4 separate regions of the Mus musculus genome follow, and regions 1, 2 and 4 are each linked to region 3. The links are chromatin contacts, called in public targeted proximity ligation maps. All regions are on one chromosome and are shown on one strand. The core of a region is the stretch at or near the end of the contact, and the rest is flanking DNA. Distances in the headings are between cores, read along the strand shown.

Region 1 (2,700 bases), core at 99-2,598, 230 kb after region 3:
CTTTCGCCCGCAGGGAAGGACTTGGCAAGAGAAAGCAGCTAAGAGGAAAGCTCGCTAGAATGGGGCTGGGAGGCACCGGGCACCAGAGAAGAAAGGCTTGGGAACTGGGAGCTGGGAGCTGGGAGCTGGGTGGGCTTTATCTCGCCTCTGCCGGCCTCAAGTCCCTCATCTGCAGAGAGGAGATAATGACGGATGCTTCAAAGAACTACTGTGAGCAGAAGACAAGTGCCTTCACGAAGGCTCTCAAGGCAGAGGGTAAGTAAAACATGGTAAAGTCCAAACAGCCCGTCTTTGATCACTGCTATCTGTACGCATACCTTATACGCACCTATCTGCGTACTCAGTGACTATAGGTACAGCTAGGCCCAGACATCTCAATGGAGTCGGGAGACAAAAACTCAGTTGTTTGGGACACAGAACGCATTGTCCCTGCTCCCCCACCCCCCAATGTTTCAAATCATAGAATTCTGGAATTATCTAGTTAGTGAACTGTCTCACTAAATTACCCTCCACCGTGATATCAGAGAGTTGGCTCGGGAAGGCACAGAGTGCTCAGGGATCCTCCCTACGGATCACACTCTCTAGAATGGAATATGTAACTGTTTGTACTCAGCGCTGTGCTCAGGAGCCAAGGGTGTCATGTCTCCCAAATGGAAGGCCTGGAAGGAACCGAAGCAATGACGGGGGACCTGGTTCTGCATGAAACTCCTAAAGCAGTGTTCAGATGACAGAGAATATGCGCTGCTAAGTAAAACAAGTCATTTTCTGTGGCTGGCAGAGAGGTTCCACAGCGCATGCGCAGTGCTTGCCAAGCGTGCGCAAGGCTCCGTCAGGTGGTTCAACAGTGTATGCACAGTGCTTCCCTAGCGTTGCAAAAATAAACCAAAAGAGAGGCTGAAGCAGGCGAAGTGTGAGTTCAAGACCAGCCTGGGCTACATAGAGTTCCTGGCCTATTTGGACTATAGAGTGAGACTTTAAAAGAAAACAAACAAACAAACAAACAAACAACAAAAATGAAACAAGGCGAGACATCACGTAAGCAGAAGCTGATGAGATGGCTCGGTGGGTAAAGATGCTTGCCACCAAGCCTGATGACCTCAATGTAATCTCTGAAGCCCACACAGTTGTAGGACACTATAGCTTTTAAAAACCACAACATTAAGAAATTTCATATTGATTCATATATGATTCATAAATTTAAATTTATGTTTTTATTTATCCATACACATACCTGCTTATGAAAAGACTGTAAAACAAACTGTAAAACATGAGCAATCATTTTATCTGTGCTATGGAGTGATAGAACTTAACTCCTTAAGTGCCATTCAGAAATGCTACACAGTAGCAGGGTGTGTGCCTTTCAGCCCAGCACTGAGGAGTCAGAGGGAAGTGGATCTCTGAGTTTGAGACAAGCTTGAGCTATGAAGAAATTTCTCTGTAGATTCCAACTAGGGCTACACAGAGAATCCCTGTCTCAAAAAAAAAATCAAATTAAAAAATATAACAGAAATACTAGAGATTTTGAAACCAATATTTACTCTGATCTCCGACTTCCACTAACCCCTCCCACTTTATAAGCAAAACATCCCCAGGCCCATCAAGTCCTATCCGAGCCTGAAATCTTACAGCTCAGGGATAAGTAGTCACAGGACAGTTTAAGCTGAGCTCATGTGACATTTACAGTCTGAGCTGCTCCCACCTAATGAGCGTCATGAGGAAATGCTCCTTAAAGAAGGAGGCCTTGTTGTCACACCTACACTTCTCACTAAATAAATATTTGCCCTGAGTCATATCACAGTTTATGGCATGTGAACAGCTTGGTTGCAGAGGGAGCCCCGATGATCTCATCAGAGCTGCTGACCGGGAACCCCAGTTCCAAGCTTTCTCTTTTCCTGCACGGTACCCCGCAACCTGTTTCCAGAGATCTTCCTGATAAGCATATATCATTATATGCTGTGCACATCTGTGACTGCAGAGAGGCAGTGGGTCACCTCTGACCTTAGCTGCACCCACTATAGCCACTTAACTCTCCGGCCCATTATGTCACACTGCACGGAGGCATTTAACACTTAACCAACCCCCAACATCTAATATATCAGCCAGAGCAAAACCTCCCCCAAACCAGGTACATGTTGAAGGTTTTAAAGGTCTTAGCTACTTCTTTAGCCACAGGAACAACACACCACCTAAAACCAAAACCCAAAACAAAAACAAGAGCCCATCCAATCACGTTTGCTTCTTCAGAGAGAAAATTCAGATATCTGATGTGTATGTATATGACAGGTCTCTTTGGCCGCACGGACGTGGCTTCCTGTCTTTGCGTCACACGTGTCTTTGTTGGTAGAGGTTGGGTAACTAACTGTTCTAGGCATGACCAGCAAGGACAGAGAGGCAAAGGACCATCTACAGGTGGTGACAAGAGAGAAATGCTTGTTTCAGAGAAGCAGAAGGGTCCACAGCTATAATAGGGGGTTTACTTCTGTATTGTTTAGTTTTACATCAACTTGACACAGCTGGAGTTATCACCGAGAAAGGAGCTTCAGTTGGGGAAATGCCTCCATGAGATCCAACTGTAAGGCATTTTCTCAATTAGTGATCAAGGGGGAAAGGCCCCTTGTGGGTGGGACCATCTCTGGGCTGGTACTCTTGGTTCTATAAGAGAGCAGGCTGAGCAAGCCAGGGGAAGCAAGCCAGTAAAGA
Region 2 (2,787 bases), core at 106-2,605, 170 kb before region 3:
GGCTTCCCCTACTGATTTCTCACATCCTTGCATAAAGCTCAAATCTGACCCTCTAAGGGAACCTCCCAGCCACTCAATAGACTTGAACCAAAGTATGGGGGTTGGGGAGGTTAAATGAGTCCCCTGGTTTCACATGGTTATCATGTGGGCTCCATTTTTCATCTGTTAAAATGAAGAATTATTAATACAGTACTGATTAATTCAAAATCTCAAATCAGATTATGTTTCGAGGTTTGAAAGTTTCTAAGAGTGCACACCACCACGCCCGAGTAAAAATCCCACACTGTGAAACTGTCATATACAGAACTATCAAGATGATCACAGAAAATCACCTGCTGGCTCTATGGCTACGACACATGCAAAAAAAATAAAATAAAATAAAAAAGTGAATCCCATGTTCAGACTTGAGTCTCATCTCTAAAATGCTTATAAAAGCACTCCAAAATCTAAAATACGACTCATTTCTGATCGTAAGCACTTTAGACAAGGGATAACCAAACTACACATGATCCTTTCTGACATCTGAATTACCTAGCTGGGTTATATAAAGGACATGAGATGTAGTCAGAGAAACCAGTTGTAGTCTGGTCTCAGCTACACTAGGATCTGTGACCCTGTAATGGTTTCTACCAGCCCACTTAGGCGGAACTCAGGTCAGACTAGCCTCTACAAAGTAAGTTACTACTGCTAGCAGTAAAAATGAAGGAAGATACAAGATTAAGTACACAAAAAAATACAAGCTGGTAAGGTACATCGGTCTAGAGAGATGGCTCAGTGGTTAAGAGGCTGTTCTTCCATAGGACCCGGGTTCAACTCCCAGCACCCACATGGCAGCTCACAAACTGTTTGTAACTCCATTTCTAGGGGATCTGGCACCTTCACAGAGATATACACACAAGCAAAAACAAACAGACAAATAAACAAACAACAAAACAAAACAAAAAACCAATACCACCAATACACATAAAAATAAATCTTAAAACAAAAACAAAAAAACATGCATAGTACTCAATTTACAGGCCCACTTAGAACCGAAGTGGCTCATGGCTAACACTTTTCTCCTGGGCATTTGGCTATACTATATCCTAGCTACAACTTTCACCATAATGTTCAGACCTACATCTCTAAACAAGACAGGTGAGACAACAGAGGAACAATGTTCAAATGTGGACACATTGCCATTCACCTCAATTGTCTTCCCAAACATCAAAGTTTGAGACAACTGTCACTGACCTCTAAAGCCACCAAATGAACGGAAATGGTGGCAACTGTAGCATCCTTATGGTGTTCCCACAAAACAGAGCGCTGCACAACCAAGAAGTGTGTAAGTCGCTTAGACTGTAAATGACGTCATACCCACGCCGCTTACTCATGAAGACAGCACAGAAAAGGCCCTATTTTTAGACACCAGCTCACTGTCATGAGCAATGCCTGCAATGTGGTTTTATTTCTGGCATTTTAAAAATATCTTATTTTGGAAGAGTTCATATGCAGACCAAGTAGAAGGCGGCTCTAAAGTCTCCCATACGTACGCAGCACCCACGTCTGCATCAAGGCGCTTGGCCAGGCTATCAGTATTCCGTTTGCTCCCCTCACTGCAGATTAGCTATGCAAATTCTAGCAAGCCTACCAGATAACTTACAAAGATTTTTTTATGTAGTATTTATCTGTAAAAGATAAGGGTAGTAATTAAGGAAAAAAACATCCGCAGTATCATTATACCTCGAGAGTCGAAGTAGAAATGTTTAAATATTCCACATTCAGAGTGGTCACGATTCCATTTCTGGGAGACACTGTCAATCACTGCAGTGAGTCCCTATCACACAGTTAATACATCATCGACAATAAGGAGACAACGGGGAACACGCAGTTAACAAGACACGAGACGAGACTCATTGGCCTTGAGTCTACCTCGGAAATCTAGCGCCCACGAAGGTGACTGGTTATTACAGGTTTTGCACCTTGACAATCATTTCTGGCTATCAAAATCACAAAGTGTAACATACAACTGCCATAGGTCTAATATCCATTCCCACGGTATCAACTATTCTTGAACGAGTCGTGAGCTCAATTCTGCATCCCTCACTCTTGATAAGCTCCTGATTGCTCATTCTGAGCGTGGGCCTTTTTTGAACTTCACTTACCTGTAAAAAGATGAGAACAGGTCTTTTTGAGCTTGTTGGCTTGATCAAATAACTTGCGAGAACTTTTATTGGATGTTGGACTCAACCTCTGCCTTATGGTTTTAACACCTTGTCTGGAATCCGGGTTGAAGAAAATCACGATAGGGAACCACTGAGTGTAGTTGAGCAGGTCCACAGCTTTGGGGGTAACGTCGAGCAGGGCGTGCTTGTCCTGTCACAGGTGGACAAAGGGTGGCACATGGTGACATCAAAGACATCACTGAGGGGTCTATTCTCCCAGGGAAAGACTGTACCAGATAAAATGTATGTATTTAAATTAAAACTTTTTTTTTTTTTGAAGACAAGAGTTTCACTGTGTAACACTGACTTGAAGTCATTACGTAGCCCAGGCTAGCCTTTAATGCATAGCCTTCTAATGCTGGGATTAAAGACATGCACCACCATACCCTGGCCTTTATTTATATTAAAAAGCCAAAAATATTTTCTTTCTGTATTATATCCATTTCCATATTATCAGTTAAAACTTCTTACAGAAGGATGGCAGTGACCTTCAAACTCCATGGCATCATCCTCCAGTTTTCCCCTGAGGTCAACAGGAAGTCAAAAAGGGTGAGGATAGTACAAGGCTCTCAATGGGAATGGG
Region 3 (2,771 bases), core at 215-2,714:
GGGGACCGTAAACGATATTGAGCCACTGAGAACAGACTCTGAGCATAAAGATGGACCGACTGTATTTGCATTGTACAGGCGAGGAAACGGAGATGCCAAAGACAAAGTTGCTCAGGCTCTCAGAGATGCAGAAATCCAAAGTGCACAGCTGCAACTGGAGCCCAGCTGTCAGGCGCCAGGCAAGGGAAGAACAGGGCAGTAAACATCCAAGAAAGTGTTTGAGGAAGCATGGGTTACAGGTTCGGCCCTTCAAACCCTAGCCGTCTCTCTCTCTGACCAGTCCACTTTTGTTTGTTTTGTTTTTAAACTTTCTTTTTCAGTGTTATAGAAAGAACCCAAGAACTCTTGAACGCTAAGTGACCATGTCACTGCTGAGCTACAAAGCTAGCCCTATTTTTATTATTGTTTTTTATTTTAATGACAGGACCTCAAGAATCCTAAGCTGGGTTTAAACCTGTAGACATTATTATCCCACAGCCTACTCCACCTTTGTCCATAGCTCTCCCCTTCCTAGAATGCTCCCCAGACCCGTTCTTTGGCATCTATCACGGCCCTCTCCGGAAAGCCTTCCTTCACCCTACTGCTGTCTTTTCAAGCCACGGAGTAACAGATTCTGTTCTTTGCATCTACTAAGAACCGAGACTTATCTGAAGTGCTAAGGCCTTTGCGAATACAGTTTAATTCTCCCGCCAAAATCGCAAAATGGGTGTTACCCTTTAATCTCCTCGGAACAGAAAGCCAAGCCCTGCCCCCAGACAGTTAGGGTCTCCCCAAGGTCACAGGGCTCTCCAGCGCCGCGCAGTCAGAACGTGGAACCAAGATCCCCTCATTTTCCAAAAGCTGGACTCTAGGGCTCTGCTGCTACACCTGTGATCCCAGCAGAGAGGAGGCAGGAGGATCACAGGATTGAAGCCACTTTGGGGTACTCAGCCAATCCTAGGCTAGCCAGGGATACAGAGTGAGGCAAACAAGCAACAAAAAGCCCTGCTCAGAGCAACTCCACAACCCCATTAGTCTCACGCCCTGAAAAAGGCAACTTCGGAGTGCACACAATAATAAACACGCCCTGCTGCACACGCTATACATCCTGTGTTAATTACGGAAACTCGTCTTTTCCCATCCCCACCGCCAAGGTCCGAAGCCCGCGCAAACACCGCGCGCGCCCTGCACCCAAACGCGCGCGCAACCAGAGCGACTCGGCGCGTGCGCGCTGCGCGTCCCCGGCATAGGGGCGGGCGCGGCCTGCGCTCCGGTGTGCGGCCCGGCGAAGCGCGTACTCACGGCGTGGCGGGTGGCGCCGGCGTTGACTGTGACATGTAGGCCTCGGCGGCCGCAGGTTACGATCGGTTCCCTCCAGCGCGGGTTCCCGACCCAGGCGGAGGCCCGGGACGCCGTCCGGGGCAGCAAGCCCACGGCTGCGCGACCTCCGAACGCCCACATGCTACTCCAGCTCCGCGGCCGCTCCGCCCCGCGCGAGGACTCGGTGGTGCCACCTGGTGGCCGTGCCCCCCCCCCGCCCCCCCCCGCCCCCCCCCCCCCCCGAGCGCCGCGGCTGGGCTCCTGCGCGCAGGTCCAGCACTACAGCCCTGTGCAGACCTTTAACCAGAACCCAGAACCTGCTCTGCGCCAAACTCGCAACGTATCCCTTGGGCAGCACTAGTGTGTAAACACTGACCCCTGCAAGTTTATTCGCTGACAACAATTTTACAGAGTGGTAGTGGGTGATTCTGAAGATACGCTGGTGATCAAAATAGCTTTGCTTAAAAAACAAAACAAAACTAGTTCTAACAGCTAGCTTCAACTGCCCGATCATCTCAAATTCCGCATCTCTTAGGCAATAGAAGTACCAGGCAGCATGAATGGAGGAGGGGCTTCCGTAGCCCCAGGCTCAGCCGAGGAACTATTGGTTGCTGATGGCTATAGGATGAGGGAGGGTGAGTTTTCTTCTGGGATATGGCCTCTGATTGGCTGTCCTAGCTCCATGGGGATGGTCCTACACTGTATACACTGTTAGGGCTAAGTGGAGTCGGTTTAAAAAAAAAAAAATTCAGAGCGGTGGTAGTGTACACCTTTAATCCCAGCACCCGAGAGGCAGAGTCAGGTATATGGAGTTCGAGGCCAGCTTGAGCTACATAGTGAGTTTCAGAACAGCCGGAGCTACATAGTGAGACCTAGTCAAAATAAATAAGTAAATAAACAAATAAACACATAAATAAATAAAAATTTAAAAAGGAACATAAAATTGGGAGGAGGGGTGGGGTGGTTCGGTAGGAGTTGGGAGTGGCAGGTGAGTTTGATCGAAAACACATTGTATACATGTATGGGATTCTGAAACAACAGTAGGAATAAGGAAGTGCCCGGCTGAAGTACCCGAATGCTTCTTGGATGAGGAGTAGTCAGGACTGGTGATTGGTTCTCCTCATAGCTGTTTTTTTTTTTTTCCCCCCCAGCAGCCCCAACAGGTTCCTCACACTCCTGGTAGTTCTCCTGGCTTTTATGTCAGTGTGAGAAGGAGTCTGTGCATTGTCTCGGGTTGCCATTATGACACTGGAGAACTCTGAGCTTCAAGAGTTAAGAGACAGTGTCAGAGGAGTCTTTTGCCTCCAGGGTCTCAAGAAGGATTGAATGACAGCAGCGGTCAGCAGCAAAGCGTTTAAGAACATCCTCCATGTACCACCTGACTTGGGATACTATTGCTTCTGATTTCCCACAAAAAGCCACAAAGGAAAGGGGAAGTTTGTAGTGACTGCTAATGCAACCCTCCCCCTCTC
Region 4 (2,790 bases), core at 116-2,615, 150 kb before region 3:
TCACCATCGACAAAATTATAAATAATAATAGTTTTTTTCAGTGGAGGGGCTGGAGAGATGGCTCAAAGGATAAGAACACTGACTGTTCTCCAAGGTACTTGGGTTCGATTCCCAGCACCTACATGGTGGCTCAGAGATATCCACCACTCCAGTTCCACTTTTATACATTCAAACAAAACAAACACCCACACACTTAAACATAAATGAATAAAATCATGGGAGGGGGGTTTTGTTGGTGGTGGTTAAAGTGCAATCAGGCAAGAGCACGTGTCTGGCATATGCTAGCCTTGATCTTTATCAGCACCAAAAGTTGGTTAATCTTTTCCAAGTTTGGAGAACAAAATAGTTAAAAGAAAAACAGCCCATCAGGAGAGGACTATTCAGTCCTTTATTTTTGTACTTAACCAAGACCAGTTATGGCCTGGACAATCTCATAGGATAATCCCTTCCTTTTACTTTATTTGAAGATTTCCTTTTCTACTCATGTGTGTGTGTCTGTGTGTGTATGTGTGTGTGTGTTGGGGTGAGGGGATGATGTGTGGGTGCCTGTGGAGGCCAGAAGATGGCATCAGATCCCTTGAAGCTGGAGTTACAGGCAGTTGTAAGCTGCTTGACATGGGTGCTGGGAACCAAACTCAGACCCTCTGGAAGAATACCGAGCACTCCTAAGCACTGAGTGACCTCTCTAGCCCAACGGTGTCTCTTTAAATTATGCATCACAATTCATTAGTGGGTCTTGAATTGGTTTAATGTGTTTCTAACAATATTTTAAATTTTCACTGCAATGGCAACTCAAAGTCCATCACACAGAATAAGTAATAGTCCATAAGATTTCTGTTTTAAGTTTTTATATGTACAAATATGACAGCCAATCTTGCATGTCAACTTGACTATATCGGCAATCAACTAAAACCCAAGCTGTTGATCACGCTATTGAGGAATTTTCTTAATCATATTGTTTGAGGTGAAAAGATACCCTAAATCTGAACTACATCCTCTAGCAGCAGCTCACGTGATAGGGCATGGAAGAGGGAAGCCTTGGCTTTGTGTCTGCTTGTCCTCACTTCCCCAGGCCAGCTCATTTTCCCCTGTTGTTACAGCCAGATTCCAACATAGACTAAATACCGCCCAGAGTCTAGCAGACACCAGACTGCTGAGATAAGACATTCAGTCTCCTGGACCATACAGCTTCCAGATGCTTGGCCTGTCTGTGACTTTCATGAAACCATCACTGCTAAGACTATCAGGACGCAGGCTGTGACCACTCTAATGAATTCTTTTACATACACGTGTATACACACACAGACGCAGACGCAGGCACACACACAAGTTCATCCTATCGGTTCTGTTCCTTTAGAGAACCCTGACTCATGACTCATACAAAGGTGTCTCTATAAAGCCTGATACGGTTGTTCCTATGACCGGACAGAAAAGAAGCGGCAAAGGAGGAACAGGAAATAAGGACAGGTTTTAAAAGCAATGTCCCTCAGAATGAGTCAGACTTCTTGGAAGGAGGTCTCCTGCCAGGCGCTCTCCTTCAAAACTTGTCTGTATTCCACCTTCTGATCTGGATCTGGCTTGGGGACCAGTGAAGGGCCATCTCCTCACTAATCGCTATGAAGAGTCGGTGAGATCTTCATGTCCCCAGAGCTGCTGACAAGGATGTTCCTCTCCTCAGCAAGGGTGCAATCTCCGCTTCCATCTCCCGCCTCATGCTCCCAGTACCCCAATACTGACCTTACATCACTCCAGTTACCTAAGTAGGAAAACCTTAGAAACCAGACTCTTTTCATTTACAATCTACTACAAAATACAAATCCTGAGCTAAAGAACAATGACTCCTTCACTTTGCCTTAAGGGCTCTACTCCTTTTTCTTATTTGACTAGTAATAGAATCAACTAGACAAGAGTTATAAGAAAATTGAAAAGTAGGCAGACAAGACCCCAGACTGGAAATGGCTCAGCTTCTGTTCATCTCCTCCCTTCAGATCAGCCCAGGGTGAGTCCCAGCTTCCCCACTGCTGCAGCACCCTCCTATATACGAACAGTACTAACAGCGTCACTGCACAGAACGTAATCAATCCTGGATCGGATTAAGTGTGCCCACGTCTCCAGGAATGCAGTGTGGAGCAAGCCAACTAAGCCAGAGCCAGCTTCCACGTACATACCAAAACCCCTGACCTGTAACACAGGAACGAGGCCTCCTACCTCCAAGGGTCTTAGGGGGATTAAGAAAGAGACACCATCCCCAGTCTAGAATAGAACTCCATCAGGATAAGCTTCGGCCTTGTTTTCCCACACTGAGAAGCACCAGGCTCACCAGCAGAGTCCGTTCACACACCAGACCCTGGTTCCGGGGCCTGGTGGGAGACTGAGAATCCTCACTTTAGCAAGTGTTGTAAGATGTGTGATCACACCGTGAACCCCTAGATTGTGTTATTTACTGAAAAGCCCTGTTTTGATCCTTACGGGGTGGCTCGGCTCTTAGCACACACCTTTAACCCTAAACAATGAAGGTAAAGTTAGTTTGTAGAAGGAAGCACCCAAGTTTGAGAGTGATGTCTGATTGAGAGGCAAAGTGACGAATCAAGAGAAAGATTGATGAATAGGATCCGCCCACTCTCACGGGAAGAGAGCAAATTTGGAAAGCTACTTACGGGGCCGTGCAGAGAGAAGACAAAGAAAGGCAGTTTTACCGGGACAGTTTTACAGAGACAGGCTGCAGAGAGAACAAGCTAGACACAGGTGAAGACAGAGAGAGCCCGAGAATGAGGAGGAGGCAGAAGATTA

Evidence for each region.
Region 1: a targeted proximity ligation map of pancreatic cancer cells shows a contact between it and region 3. A contact is called at or near these places in 1 of 484 Hi-C or Micro-C datasets (myeloid progenitors), 6 of 130 datasets of targeted methods (bone marrow-derived macrophages, embryonic stem cells, extraembryonic endoderm stem cells and 2 more) and 2 of 9 other capture datasets (adipose tissue and pancreatic islet).
Region 2: a contact with region 3 is called in a targeted proximity ligation map of bone marrow-derived macrophages, with 2.8 times the contacts expected there. A contact is called at or near these places in 15 of 484 Hi-C or Micro-C datasets (cerebral cortex, cortical neurons, embryonic stem cells and 3 more), 6 of 130 datasets of targeted methods (bone marrow-derived macrophages, embryonic stem cells, epiblast stem cells and 3 more) and 2 of 9 other capture datasets (adipose tissue and liver).
Region 4: a targeted proximity ligation map of trophoblast stem cells shows a contact between it and region 3, with 4 times the contacts expected there. A contact is called at or near these places in 14 of 484 Hi-C or Micro-C datasets (the HL-1 cell line, cortical neurons, embryonic stem cells and 5 more), 16 of 130 datasets of targeted methods (bone marrow-derived macrophages, craniofacial prominence, differentiating embryonic stem cells and 13 more) and 2 of 9 other capture datasets (adipose tissue and embryonic stem cells).

Annotation. Positions count from the first base shown.
Region 1 is chr19:24,513,108-24,515,807 of GRCm38.p6, forward strand. The region is part of intron 1 of Pip5k1b (phosphatidylinositol-4-phosphate 5-kinase, type 1 beta); the gene reads right to left. Among named protein-coding and RNA genes, the nearest start is that of Gm52399, 32 kb to the left of the region's middle.
Region 2 is chr19:24,106,501-24,109,287 of GRCm38.p6, forward strand. It overlaps Tjp2 (tight junction protein 2), which reads right to left. Exons shown (of 24, transcript NM_001376368.1): 18 at 2,145-2,355. Among named protein-coding and RNA genes, the nearest start is that of Gm41824, 27 kb to the left of the region's middle.
Region 3 is chr19:24,279,126-24,281,896 of GRCm38.p6, forward strand. It overlaps Fxn (frataxin), which reads right to left and starts at 1,465. Exons shown (of 5, transcript NM_008044.3): 1 at 1,282-1,465. The coding sequence starts at 1,440.
Region 4 is chr19:24,127,531-24,130,320 of GRCm38.p6, forward strand. The region is part of intron 6 of Tjp2 (tight junction protein 2); the gene reads right to left. Among named protein-coding and RNA genes, the nearest start is that of Gm41824, 48 kb to the left of the region's middle.